2 separate regions of the Mus musculus genome follow, and region 1 is linked to region 2. Evidence: chromatin contacts called from public Hi-C data. All regions are on one chromosome and are shown on one strand. The core of a region is the stretch at or near the end of the contact, and the rest is flanking DNA. Distances in the headings are between cores, read along the strand shown. Region 1 has its middle 83 kb from the start of Gm34921. Region 2 overlaps Gm34574 (a long non-coding RNA gene).

Region 1 (3,103 bases), core at 591-3,090, 130 kb after region 2:
GCCTTGAAGTAAATATCTGCTCCTAGACTTCCCCTATTTCCTCTCTGATCCTCCCTCTAGGTTATGGTTTTTGACTTTATAAGCCTGCTGGAAAATAGGGTTGGGGTCAGACTCCTCTACCCCTGCATGGTGTATGGGTCTCGACCTCAGCATGCTGGTTTGTGTGCCATTAAAACATCTTGTGTTTGCAGCAAGCTTGACTGTTGTGGCTTTCTGGGCTCACGATCCCTGAGACTTGAGTGAGGGTCTCCCTTCAGGGGTCCAACAATGGTAGGTTCAGTTTAGCAGTCTGGATAATCTAGTTTAATTTGCATTTTTTTGTGATTTTTAAAAATATAAACCCAAAGGAAACATAATCTTTTCACAAAGCTGTCTTCCTTCCCCTGCCCAATAAATGACTCAATAATACATTTAATTGGGACCATCTTAAATTCTATAAATACCTAACACCCTCCTGTTCTTACATTTTAAATTGATCATATGGTTCACCCCCTTCTGGTTTCATACATGTTGTAGTTACCTGGAAGAGAATACTTCTTCTTTTTTTTTTTTTTTTTTTCATCTTTTAGGGTTAGAAAGGTTGTTAATCAGCACATACATAAATCTAAAAATAAAAACGAAATTAAAAAATAAAGTAAAAGAAATTCTTTTACCAGGAGAGTGACTGTAGATATTCTTAGCCTGTGATTTGGTAGACATTTGCCTTAACCCTGTAGTTTTAACTTCATGCTTTCTTTAAATGAAAAGTGAAACTTTACTTACAGACCTTCTAAGGACCCTTTAAGAAGGATTCCTTTGACCCCGTGTTTGGACAGAGCATCCCTACCCATCCAGGATGCTCTGCATCGTTTTGACTGCATCAAGCTACGTAAAGAACTGGACAGTGGATTTATTCTGCCTGATGTTGGGGAAGAGAACAAATTTTTTCAGAGACCTGAAACTCTCTCGACTGATTTCACCATTGATCTTATCTTGTTGCTTTTGTTTTCCTTTGACAGACCCCATAATCGTTGTCAAGAAGAAAAAATTCAAAAGGTAATCATCATGGGGGGCAACTTTAAAGCATTATAAAAAGAAATGAAACGGGTATCCTTTGTAAGCCCAGCCTAAAAAAGATTTGTATTTCCGACCAGGCATTAATTTACATAACGGAGGATGGCAGGATCTTCCTCTATGACAACTGTTTGTTTGTTTGTTTTACTGAAGAGAAAAAGATGTTACGCCAGTATGTTTAGCGAGAATGCTCCAGAATGGAGTGAAACACAACCAGGAATTTAGTGTCTCCATCATAAAAGGTCTTTGGAAGACCCGTTTCAGGTCTCGGATGACGTGCAGTGTGCCATGAAAGGAGTGTTCGGGAATCTGGAGAAGTGGAGGCTCCTTGGCCCGTGAATACCTGCCCACGTGATTTCCTGCCTGCCTTTCTCTTCCCAGGAAAGCAACACATTTGGCTTCTACAACATTATGATGCAAATAATCCTATTTTATAGCTTTTTGTTTAAGTGCACGGGCAGGCTTTGACAAGTGGCTGTGAAAGGGAGAGGTTCCTTGTGTTCTGGGGACTATGCAGTCTTACTGGTAACGCTCTCTCTGCCCCCTCCCCCATCTACCTGGGTACCCTCCTTCGCGGACCCTCCTCATTGTTTTTTTTTTTCCTTCTGCGTGGGATGAGGCACACCGAGAAAGCAGTTGTTGACTTTTGTCTCCTTGGCATTTTTCTTGAACCAATTAAATGAATGATGTAGCAAGTGCAATTGCCAGAGAGTTTAAACCCAGTAATGGCCCCAGTGGGTTACACAAGGCTGATCTTTGACCCTATAAAAAAGGCCACCATAAAAATCTGCCAGGCAATCCGGAAGCTGCCGAAATTCATTGCTCAATGAGTCATCTGCTGTTGTCAACCGGCATGAGTTAAAGACATGCGGAAACAGGTTATTTTTGTGGTAACTAAAGTTCAGCAGATGAACAAAAAGTTGCCATTCCGTTCTGAAGAGGAACAATTATGCCGTTTCAAAGCCAACAACCCGTGCATCCTCTGGGAATGTCTATCATTCAAATGTCTTTCCAGTCCTTCCAAGAACACAAGGATGGACAGCCTTTGCCATTTCTGTGCAGCTAGAAATAGAGGGTGTAGGAAGAGACTCCCGGGAAAGACTTGTTTCAAATTTTCTTTCCTTTTTCTGGGCATTCATTTCTTCATTTGTAAAACAAAGCGGGTTTTTTTTGTTTGTTTGTTTTTTGTTATTTTATGATCCTTCAAGGTCAGATCACTTGTGTTCTCTATGTTTGTGACCTGTGAACCTAGAGGCCCCAATGTAGTAAAATCTCACTCAGTGTTTTGCTAAGGACTGGATGAAAGGTCAGCTGTTTGTAATCTACTTTAATCAACAAGTACAATAAAAAATACAATAGCACTAAGCCACCTAACAATGAGATGCTTGAAGCAGGCTTTTTGATATATCTTTCTTTTCATACTCATATAAGCTCTTTAAAACCAGCAATTTGGTGACCTTCTATTAGATCATTGCTAACATTTTCAATGCCTTACATAGGGAAAAGTATTGACTTATTATTATTATTATTATTTGGAAATAAACCTTACATAAAAACTTTCCATAACCTCGTAATACAAAGTCTACAGACATAAAAGTAGTCTAACAAAATTCCCTTTCTTTTCAAAATGTCACTGTTATTATACGAATAGAGAATTTTCTGGGTGGAGGAATGACCATCTATAATTAAGGAACATCATCACAATCAGCAGCAGCAGCATCAACCTCCTCACCATCACCAACAGCAAAACAAAACAAAAAGAGTCGTCTGAACCTTTCTGATTCTGGAAACCTCTTTACGTTTTCTTTAAAGGCGTTGGAAATTCTGAGGCATCACTAAATCTATCCTATAGTAGTGTGAGAGTTATTTGTAACCTAGCTCCTGGCAAATGGGTAAGAAATAATTCCTTTATGTTAAAAATGTGGTTTATTTGATAGGTTTTGTGAGTTTGCAGAGTTATGAAGAAGTTTCAGGATTAAGACAATGAGGCCAGCATTCCAGTGATAATAGACAGCTTTCTCATAGCTCTAAATTGTCCATAAGCCAAGAT
Region 2 (2,733 bases), core at 228-2,727:
ATGAAATATTAATAGAAATATTATATCGGCAAGTGGGGTTTGAAATTCAGAGTGCAAATCATCATAGAAAAGCTAAAAGTCAAAAGCAGTCGAAAGCTTGTGGGGACTCATAGAATTTTTGTGTGGGCTTGGCATGGTTTTTCCACTCGGGCACACATGTCTGTGCTGAGTCAGAACCTCATGAGCTCTCGGGTCCACCTGACGGCTGATCGGAGGCTTGCAGCTGAAACCATGAGACATTTTTCCACTGGCTTCTAGAATCTTGAGGGCAATGGTGGGCAGTGTGGCACGAGGTGGGTCAGTGACCTGGCAAAGTGCTGCTGGGAATGGTGGAGCATATTCCTTGAAAACTCGTTGGGGACTGGAATAGATCCACAGAGAAAAAAGACAGAAAAACAAAACCAAACAAACAACCAAACAAACAACCAAAGGCCATGGGAGAGTTCATTTCATTCAACTGTAGGGAAAGACTGGCATATTCAGAGTCCCTCTCGTCAAGCAGAAGTTCAAGATGCCAGCACGACATGGCCTCCAATTCACCCTACCCGTTGCCAACCTATCTACATATTCCCACCTTTTTTCACCTTCTCGAAGCTTCCTCTTCCCAGAATCCTCAGCTCTGGCATCGGTCTTTCCAGGAAGCCATCTAACACCCTGGAGAATGACTGGCTTCCACATGCCAGGCTTGACCTTTGCCCTCAACATATTTTATTTTATCTTCTCCACCTGAACCATGACCTCCAAGAGGGCCGTGACTGGAATTTACCTATGTATCCTCAGAACCAAGTCCGGTGCCAGGTCCAAGTCAATACACAGTCAGAGTGAGCACGGAGTTGACGGATAACTGGTGATGGTCTGATGTGACAAGGACCAGTCGATGAGGTCACAGGAAAAGATGAGTTGGGAGTTATATAAAGACTGAAAGTAGAACAAATAGGGTTGGTGGGGAAAGGACTGAATGTTTCGTTTATAGGAGATGTTAGGGTCTGCACTGGCTGGCCCTCACAGCATGTAGTATGAGGATTGGTGACAAATAGGGTTAATTACAGAAAGGTAGATAGCTGAAGGGCTGAACACCCTGGATTCGGGTTTGGATATCCAAAGTATGTAATTTTTCTCCCAACTGCTGATGAGAGGGAAAGCTGATGGGTGCTCTGACCAGATTCCACCCAGAGAGTCGCTCTTAGGCATTTTTAAATCCCACCGTTTCGGCTTAATGCAGGATTCCCTCCATTTCCTGACTGCAATCTATACACACATCTCAGTGGGTGCTGTGGGTTATTTCCATAAGCTACAGTAAACCCACGCCCACGGTGGCCCACAGCAACTCATTTGGAGTGTTTCCTTGGAGATACAGCTCCCTCGTCTTCAAGCAACTTCCCTGTGACCTGAGTATCACTCCCTGTGTCTTTTCATGCCCTGTAACAAGCTCTTACTTGAGGCCTGCACTGGCAGGGAAGGGAAATGAACAGGTCATGAAACAGAACACACTGTGCCTTTTTAAACATTAACCATTGTTCAGATCTGAAGTCCTGGCTGCTGAAGGCGGTGAGGGAAATCAAGAATTCTATGCCAGAACTCTTACCTATGGAAAATTTTAGAGTTCCCTCTTCTGCTGTGGCTCTTAAAGTTATACCAAATCAGATCAAAATGGATATATACCTGTTTGGGTTTTGTTTTGTTTTGTTTCCTTATAGAAATAGACATGTAGCAAGCCTGGCTTAGCTCTTACCTGGAAATGGCTATCTAACCCAAGCTATAAGAATAGCAAAGTCATTTTGCCTAGCAATATCTAAGCAGCAATGACATTGTATCCTTAAAATTGATTCCAGAAGTTTCCATTCTTATGGACTAGAGGGAATCTGACAGTCTTTGCTATGTGTTGGTGTAGTGACTTTTTTTTTTTTAATTTATGAGGAGTTTTTGTGGCTCTCTTGATTTTATTTTCCTGTGACTGTGAATCATAGAAAAACCCATTTCCATGGTCCTACCAGAAATGAGCTAGCTGAAGTCATTAACATTTTTCTATTGGGTTCTTATGAGGTATCATACACAGTGGCAATGATTTTTGTACATTAGTTCTCTGGTCTTGAAACTGCCTTCTAGAAGATCAAACTATACCGCATTGCCACAATTAGTGGCAAGTTGTCTAAGTTTGGGTCCTGTATCTGATTCACTGGGTGTCTCTGTACCCTACATATATAAAACTGTAGAAGCTAGGCTGGTTCTTCCTCCCAGCCCCATGTTCCCAGAAACAAGACTCAGACTTAAAATATATTTACAGATACCTTGGCTATACAGCTAGGATCTTCTCTGACTAGACCATAACTAGAGATAACCCATTTATCTTAACCTATGTTCTGTCACGTGGCTGTTTACCTTGGCTATATAGCTAGGATCTTCTCTGACTAGACCATAACTAGAGATAACCCATTTATTTTATTATTTATTTTAACCTATGTTCTGTCACTTGGCTATTTACCTGTGCTCAGGTACCATGTGTCCATCTTGTTACGTCTTCGTGGTGAATCTCCCTGTGCCTCGTTTTATCCCAGAATTCTTTCTTTCTCCTCCCAACACCCCACCCTCTATTTCCTGCCTAAGCCATAGGCTATATAGGCTTTTTAATTGACACATGATGCAGCCACTCAATACACAAGGTATTCTCTCTACATGAGGCAGTCAAAAATGTCTATTATACACATAGAAACAATTTTAACAGAAACAAAATCA

The links. A called contact is a pair of places that touch in the nucleus more often than the background predicts.
Region 1: a Hi-C map of liver shows a contact between it and region 2, with 2.1 times the contacts expected there. The contact joins two enhancer-like sites. A contact is called at or near these places in 6 of 484 Hi-C or Micro-C datasets (liver and nephron progenitors) and 3 of 115 datasets of contacts at active chromatin or transcription factors (hepatocytes and liver).

The regions. Positions count from the first base shown.
Region 1 is chr10:99,352,226-99,355,328 of GRCm38.p6, forward strand. No RefSeq gene overlaps it. Among named protein-coding and RNA genes, the nearest start is that of Gm34921, 83 kb to the left of the region's middle. Within about 2 kb of position 1,841, at least 74 of the 459 cell types and tissues checked have an H3K27ac peak or open chromatin away from gene starts, as enhancers often do. A contact at or near this core is called in hepatocytes and liver, where this site is marked.
Region 2 is chr10:99,221,519-99,224,251 of GRCm38.p6, forward strand. Gm34574 (a long non-coding RNA gene) reads right to left here. Exons shown (of 5, transcript XR_871997.2): 3 at 767-918. Among named protein-coding and RNA genes, the nearest start is that of Gm34574, 9.2 kb to the right of the region's middle. Within about 2 kb of position 1,478, at least 17 of the 459 cell types and tissues checked have an H3K27ac peak or open chromatin away from gene starts, as enhancers often do. A contact at or near this core is called in hepatocytes and liver, where this site is marked.